Linked DNA regions of Mustela erminea: region 2 is linked to region 1. The links are chromatin contacts, called in public Hi-C maps. All regions are on one chromosome and are shown on one strand. The core of a region is the stretch at or near the end of the contact, and the rest is flanking DNA. Distances in the headings are between cores, read along the strand shown. Region 1 holds the start of LOC116587166. Region 2 holds the start of ATG12 (ubiquitin-like protein ATG12).

Region 1 (3,915 bases), core at 379-2,878:
CACTGTTGGTCAGCAAAAAGAGGAAGGGGAAGGAGAGTAAATAATCAGTGCCAAATGTTTAAAAGATAGGTCACGCACAGGAAATGATCGTTGGTGTCAGTGACCGTGATCGTGACACGAGCAGAAGCATCACATCAAAACTGCATTTCCAGGCACGATTTTGTTCCTGGGGACTGCCTAGCAGGAAGATAAGGAAACGCTAGCCATTTTGAGGAGCTGTTTTATTGGCTGTTTGGGGTTTCGTCCTAGTGTTTCACGCAGCGCTTCTCAGTCACTGACTCAGCCTTAATTGCCAAGTTGAGAAGAATAACTATTCCTTGAGTTTCGACCCAGATAAACCTCCAGCAGGCACCTACTGCCCACTTCTCTGTTCACTAGCCCATTCTCGCTCAAGCCTCACCAGTTGCCAGACCTCCACCAAGACCATAGTCCCTCTTCCCTCCCACCCACAAACCTCCCTGGGGTGGTTAGAAAGTAGCTATTTTTTAATTTCCTCGCTTTATCCAATTTTCTTTTCCTACGTGTTATTACATATCTTCAACAGAGTATGTCCTTTCTTGACCTTGCAGTGCGCCGTTCATTGCCTTGTAAAAGGAAAGCACAATCCATATCCGATACCTTATAGTCTCCTTGAGTGCTGCATACAAACATACTGTTCATGAGCTCAGGAACTGTCAAATAACTGAAAAATAAGTATTTTATTATTTTTTTAATATTTTATTTATTTATTTGACACAGAGAGAGATCACAAGTAGGCAGAGAAGCAGGCAGGAGAGAGGGAGGAAGCAGGCTCCCTGTTGAGCAGAGAGCCCAATGCAGGGGCTCCATACCAGGATCCTGAAATCATGACCTGAGCCGAAGGCAGAGGCTTTAACCCACTGAGCCACCCACCTCACCCTATTTACTTCTCATAAAGCCCTCTACCACCTTCTGCTGATCATCTTTGAGTGCGTGAGCCTCACCATGGTCATTTCTTTAAAAATGGCATAATCCCTAAGATGTGTTCATATGCACAAGAAAATGTATAATTTAAGAAATCAACACGTTTGTTACTATTACCTACAGTTTTTTTTTTTTTAAAGCTCTCCAGTACAAACCAGGCTATGACCATAGGCAAGTTACTCAACTTTTTGGATCCTCAATTTACTCATCACGAAAATAGGTGACATCATACCTGACTGCGCAGAAGGACTTGTGTAATACTCTTGGCACGGTGCCTGATAAGGAGCGCTCAAATGACGTTTATTTTTATTTAACAAAAGCTTATTGAGTGCTTAGAATACCAAAAAGTAAGGTACTCTCTGCAAGTACTGAAGCCCTGTAATAATGCTGTGGGTAAGGCAGTACTGTCTTCATTGTACAGATGTGAACGCTGAAGCAGAGCGGTCGACGTGGTACCTGCGGGCGGCACGCCCCACCTAGACACCGGCGGGACACACCCTTCTCTCTGGCCCCGCCCCGCCACGTTCAGGACGATGGCCCCGCCCCTCGCCTCCGGAGCCGGCGGCCCCGAAGCCGACGTCTCGCGAGCTTCCACGTACACACTCCAACGCCTCTCCGCCTCTGCGCGGGGAGAGCACATCCGGGTTGCTGGAGCAGGTGCCTCAGGCCCCGCCCCCTTTTTCCAGGCGCTCGCCCTACTTCCGGCCATCTCAGGCCTTTTCCGCCGGTGCCGTACCGGCCTTATCTCCGCTCTGTAGGTCGTTCCCGGCGCCAGGCCCCGGTCCCTGCGCACCGCTCGCCGGCACCCAGCGGCTCGCTCCTCCTCCCGAATCTCTCCGAGGCTCGGAGCGACTCTGCCGTGCGTCTTCGCGGGCCGCCCGGGCCGAGGCCTGCGCGCGCGGCGAGTCGGCGCCCACCTGACCCCGCGTCTCCCCGCAGCTCGGTTGAGGCCGCCGCCGCCGTCGCCTCGGGATGCCGGGGCCGGGGTCCGCGCAGCGCTGGGCGGCCGCCGCGGGCCGTTGGGGCTGCAGGCTGCTCGCGCTGCTGCTGCTGGTGCCGGGGCCCGGCGGCGCCTCCGAGATCACCTTCGAGCTGCCGGACAATGCCAAGCAGTGCTTCTACGAGGACATCACGCAGGGCACCAAGTGCACCCTCGAGTTCCAGGTACTCCGTGCTCTCGAAGTCCAGGGGCCTCAGCTCGCGGTTCCGGGGTCGGGGCTGCAGCCTGCTTGCTGCCTCCCTCCTGCCGTGGTTTTTCCGTTCTTTGGCCGAGTCAGGACTCACCCCTAGGTAGCCGGTGCGGGGCATTGGCCTTTCCTGTTCTCAACCTGGCGCGAGAGCCATTTTAGACCAGATAGGAAGATGCGTGGATTCCAGAAATGCTTGTAGCTGTGACTTGCCCTTCCATGCTCAGGTGGCCTGCCTTTCAACGCCCATCGAACTTCCCTCCTTGAAAGACTCTCCTTTCTTAAGAAAAAGTTCTTCCTGTTCTGTGGCGCTCAGTGTCCCGTCCCCTGCTCTCCCTGACCCGCACCTCCACTTTAATCAGATTTGAAGGACTGCCAGTATCTTTTTCCACTGATGTTACTAGGACTCTAGGTGAATTCTGCCCCCTGTCATGGGAAGAGCTCCGTGGGAGGCCTGGTGAGCACCTGCCAAAGGTGTAGAACGAAGAGGTGTGATCAGTGAGAGGCCCCTTTTTGTCTTGGGGATTTTATAGAAAACGGACTTTAATTCACAGAATGTACTTTATTAAGTTTGTTACAATAGTCCTTATTTCTATTTTCCTTGGTAGGCTGACTTAACATACAAGTAGCTGTTGAGTGGTAGGTGCTGGTGATTACAGAAGTGGTTCAAAAAGCTTGGGTCACTGCCATCATGCTTGATTCCCTACCCATCCTACTCTCCCCCCCCCACCCCCATCCTATGCTTTTCTTAGTAATTGCTCATTCATCAACACTCTGCTAAAAAAAAAAAAAAAGACTCTGCTTTAAGAGCAGAAAATAGGAGATTAAATGATCTATCTTTGGGAGCGAAGAGGGCTTCCTTTAGGAAGTGATTTTAAACTCAAGTCTAAAGGATTAGTTGTACATACTCTGGTATGTACCAAGAGTGACTGCGTCTTTGAGGACCACTGAGAGATCCAGTATGGTTAGGAATAAGGAGCCAGAGGAAGGGAGGTCAGGGGCCAGACCATGTGCCTTGCTGGCCTCGTTAAAGATTTTAGTTTTTCTTAAGAGTATGGGAGAGCTCTCAGGGTTTTAAGCAGGCAGTGCTGTGATCCAGGTGTTTGGGGTAGTTATATGGATATTTATTTACTTGTGCAGGTAGAGATATTAGAGTGTTGGAGAGTGGTTGTGGAAGACTGATGCGGAGAGTACTAGAGTGGGCCAGCCTTCTAGGATGGGAGCTGTGGGGAAGGAGGAAAGTGAAGGGATTGGAGAGAAGTTAGTAGGTGAAATCAAGAACTTGGTGGTGATTTGGCTTTTGTGAGTGAAGGGAGGGAGGCTAAGGATCACCCTTTGGTTTGTTTAACTTCATGGACCAGAGCCAGGGGACGGAAAAGAAGATAGCAAGGGTGGCATTATGGAATTGTGAGTGTGTTTCAGGTGTCAGCATCAGACACTGTGCTTGGTGCTGAGAATACTACCACTACTATTCCAGGCTAAAAAAAAAAATTAGATCTTTTATGTAGCAGAATATAGATACAGTTCTTTTTTACTTATAAAGCGGAGGCTTTAGAAGCTTTAAACAGGGTCACAAAACTTAGCCAGGAGCAGAATCAGTATGCAATTCTAGGTTAAATTCTCAACTCCTTTAATAATATACACCACTTCCCAAAGATCAACAAGACTAAAATTGACCTCCGGGAGCTTCCACGGACACATTACCATCAAGCACTGTTAAAAGCAAGAGCGAAAGTGCATGCTTGGTACAGTGCTGGCCAAAGGAGGAGGGATCCTCAAGGGAAAG
Region 2 (3,915 bases), core at 1,016-3,515, 190 kb before region 1:
GCCACTGATGCCAGGACTGCCTCCTCCCACAGTCACCTTCACTGCTACCCCCAAGTAAAGGTAAAAGGCACTTCTCCCATTTTTCGGACAGGAGAAAGATGTATTCCTGGATTCCCAAATTAAATACATCTTTCTGTTGATGCTTAAATTCCAAACTACATGAGTGGGCTACACTGATACCATGAAGTAGCCAGGAAACTTAATATTTTGAGTACTGATACTAAGTGTAGCTATGAAAAAACACATCTTTGATTTGTTTCAGTAACACAAAACACCTTTCCTACCCTGCAAATGGATGACCCAGGGAATAGAGTTAAGAAAAAAGATTCCTTCAGTAAACACCAATACTGCATTTTAGGAAAATGGGTAACAGCGTACAGTTAAGGGCATTTTTCCCCCACTCAGCAGAACCAACTACGATTTTATTCTGGGTTAAAAAAAAAAAATCTTATCGAGGGGCGCCTCATTATAATAAAAAAAAAAAATCATATCGAGGTGGCTTAGTTGTTAAGCGTCTGCCTTCGGCTCAGGTCATGATCCCAGCATCCTGGGATCTAGCCCCGCATCGAGCTCCCTGATCAGCAAGAACCTGCTTCTCCCCCTCCCACTCCTCCTGCTTGCTTTCCCTCTCTCACTGTCTCTCTCTGTCAAATAAATAAATAAAATCTTCAAAAAAAAAAATCATACCGAACTCAGAAACAACAGCGTTAGTATTTGAATTACACCACACCAAAACCAAATGGGGACAGAGGAAAATATTCCTTATCACCCACAGAAGCAAAACTACTTAAGGAAATGAGGAATAAGCTCAAGATTTCTCACTTCGGCTAACACCTCCACAGACTGCATTATCATTTTAAGCCAAGTGACATTTTCACATTTCATTTTCAACGGCAGGCATCATTTCCATCTGGGGTTTATCTGCACAGAAGTGCTAGCCTTGGCACCATTTCAGTATTTAATTGAAAGTTCATTTCTGACTCTAAGCAGAATGCCCCCACACGACCCAATAGTTAATATCTCTACAGGAATCCTCACACCGACAGCTCCATTTTACGTTTTACCTAGCGGTGAATTCTGCCCTCAAACAGGCCCTCATTACCCACCCCACCCCCCTTAAAACCTCCTGCATTTTCTGCAACACCATTTACACTGCACGGAGAGTTTTAACGAATATGACCATTCTTCCTAAGTAGAAGAAAAGCTACAGACGAGACCCCATCCCCTTAGGGAGTGAAATGCCAAACCAGCAGCTGCAAATGGAACTTTCAGGTTACGGACCGTCACAGCTGTGACGGGTCAAACGTCGCCGGCTACTGCAGGACCTCCTTCACGGCCACTAGGGGAAAAGCTCCATTAAAAAAAAAAAAAAATGTTCGGTCCTCACTTTTTTTTCTCTAATAAGGAGGCACCTGAAAGTCACACCGGGCGGCCGAGAGCTGGACCGAGCACCCAGGGGAGACGGTCCAGAGCGAGCGCTCAGGCAAACGCAGGAAGCCCCAAGTTCCTGCGCGACGAGGGGATTACCGGGAAAAACAGGAGCCCATCTGTCCATGCGAGGGGAGAGAGAAGTCGGCCGGGAGAGGCTGCGAGTCAGGGAGGTGGGGCCGCCAGCTCCGGCCCCTCAGCGCGCCCCGAGCTCGGGCTGCGGACAGGCCGGAGCGCCGGGTGGGTTCGCGGGTGCAGGTGGGCTGCGGCCGCCCGGTCGCCGACAGCCCCCGGCCCCGGGAAGTCCCCAGGGCCTCGCCCGCGCCTCGGGGAAGCCGCCCAGCCCACAGACCGGCGGAGGAGCCGCCCGGGTAGAGCCACGTCGGAGGACAGGAGCGCGGCGGGAGGTGGGCACCTCGCTCGCCCGGGGCGGGAGGCTGACAGCCCGGGAGCGCGAGGCGGCCGAGGGCGCGCGAAGGGCCGCGGCGCGCCTCAGGGGGTCGCCCTGAGGGCGCTGCCAGCCGCCAACGACTCCCCCTCGCGCGGATCGGCGGCGGCGGGATACTCACGTAGGGCTGGTAGAACTTGGAGAGCCGCGGCTTCCCGTGGTTGTTGAAGATGAGGATCGCCTTGATCATGGCTGAGCCGGGCGGACCGGGTGGGCGCTGGGGGCCAGGGCGGGGGCGGGCGCGCGAGCCTCGCCTCAGGATCTCACCGGCGATCCTTCCCCACCCGCCCCCTCCCGCACGCGCGCGCGCGCGCTCCCGAGCCGCGGGGCGGGGCCTGGGCGGGGCCTGGGCGGGGCCGACGCGAAGGGAAGCGGAAACATCTCCGGTACCGAGCCCGCTAGTCAGAGAGGCGCCTGCGCACTACGAGGTGCGCGGGTACATGGTTCGCAGACTCCTTCCGGAGGATTGTTGCCATGCAAAAGCGTAGTTGCGGGATTAGTAGTCAGCGCTCTGTGGCATGTTCCACGTAGAGGACCAACTGACAACTCCAACTTTCACCGTTGGGTTGAGTTCCCCCGGCCACCACACCGGAGCCTCTTCAGTGACGCCCCCTGCTGTAAACTCCGCCCCCTGAATACGCTGAGCCACCACTTCCGCCCTCGCCTTCTACTGAGCAAGATGGCTGAGGAATCGGAGTCGGCGCTGCAGCTTCCTCCCTCAACCGCTGCTGAAGGCGAAGGACCTACGGAGGTCTCCCCAGAGACAGCCACTCCGGAGCCCCCTTCTTCCGCTGCGGTCTCCCCGGGGACAGAGGAACCTGCCGGCGACACCAAGAAAAAAAGTAATTTTGAGAGCAGTTTCTCTCCAGGCAGAGGCGGGAGGTTTAGATTGCGTCCGACTGGGTTCCTGGCGGCCAATAAAGGAGCAAACTTTCGAGGAGGCTGGGCCCAGTGGTGGCTTTTGACCAGTGAGGAGAGAGGAAGTGTGGTTTTCGGCTTTCGGGACCTTTGCGTTGGGTAGCTCTGGGGAGGGCGGGCTCCGGACGCGCCCTCGCGGTGTGGTGTGGGGTCCTTGACCGCCGCAGTACTTCCTGTACTGCGTTCCACTCCTCCTTTGAATTGGCCAGGCTGCGGGCCGGTTGGAGGTGGGGGCTGAGTGGGATCTCGGGTAGCTCCAGGTGCTTAACAGGGGACGTAATGACTTGATGAATGGCTTAAGGTTAAGTTAGGGATGGTCGGTGGCAAGTCTGGATTAGAAGAAACGCCTTATATCAAGTGCCTGTGAATTCAGACTTTGTACCAAAAACAAATTTTATCAAGTTTGAAGAGTGTCAAGAGAAAAACCAAAGGCATAGGATCTCCTCCTCCTCCGCCCCACCCCAAATCACCCCCAAAGGTTTGGAACCTTTATAAGCGAGTCATTTCATTGCTTAAATTAGTCCTCAAACCCTTCATTGCTTGGGAATTAGTTCGCCGTTGATGGAAAATCCTAAGGAAGTCACTTGGCCTTGAGCATCCTCTGTAGAGTTGCCTCTGAAAAAAATCCTCGCATCAGCGATTACAGTTCGGATTGGTTGACCCTAGGCCTCAGTTTTTATCAGTCCTGAGTTTTAAAATCTAGGTATGGCATGTCTTCTAGTCCGTGATCTCACAGCCTTTGGATAGAACATCAGTTTCTGCTGCTTTTGGAGAATGGTCTCCTGGTACCCGCTCCGTTTGAAGTCAGACCGGCTCTACATTTGGGGGGAAACACACTCTGTTATTTCCACACGATGCCCTAGTAGAGTAACAGAAACCTGTGATGATTTCTGTAAAGAAGCAGTAGAGTCTTTTAGAAGAATGCCATGATTCTTTTTTTTTTTCTCATTTTACTATAAGCAGAAACAAACTTCAAAGGTTTTTTTATTGTTGAGGGTTTTTTTGTTTGTTTGTTGGGGGGGAGGGGCCTAGAGTGAGCTTTGACAGCCTCAGTCAAAAGCTTACTACTTGACCCTGAATATACCTGAGGAAAACAGAGGGGAAAAAATTAGTGGCCCATA

What was found. Hi-C and Micro-C count contacts between places; a contact is called where the count stands out from the background.
Region 2: a contact with region 1 is called in a Hi-C map of fibroblasts, with 6 times the contacts expected there. The contact joins the promoter of ATG12 here to the promoter of LOC116587166 in region 1. A contact is called at or near these places in 3 of 3 Hi-C or Micro-C datasets (fibroblasts, skeletal muscle and spleen).

The regions. Positions count from the first base shown.
Region 1 is chr3:17,835,227-17,839,141 of mMusErm1.Pri, reverse strand. It overlaps LOC116587166, which reads left to right and starts at 1,628. Exons shown (of 4, transcript XM_032337902.1): 1 at 1,628-2,106. The coding sequence starts at 1,915.
Region 2 is chr3:18,026,151-18,030,065 of mMusErm1.Pri, reverse strand. It overlaps ATG12 (ubiquitin-like protein ATG12), which reads left to right and starts at 2,265. Exons shown (of 4, transcript XM_032335402.1): 1 at 2,265-2,718. The coding sequence starts at 2,556. AP3S1 (AP-3 complex subunit sigma-1) reads right to left here and starts at 2,192. Exons shown (of 5, transcript XM_032335399.1): 1 at 1,998-2,192. The coding sequence starts at 2,066.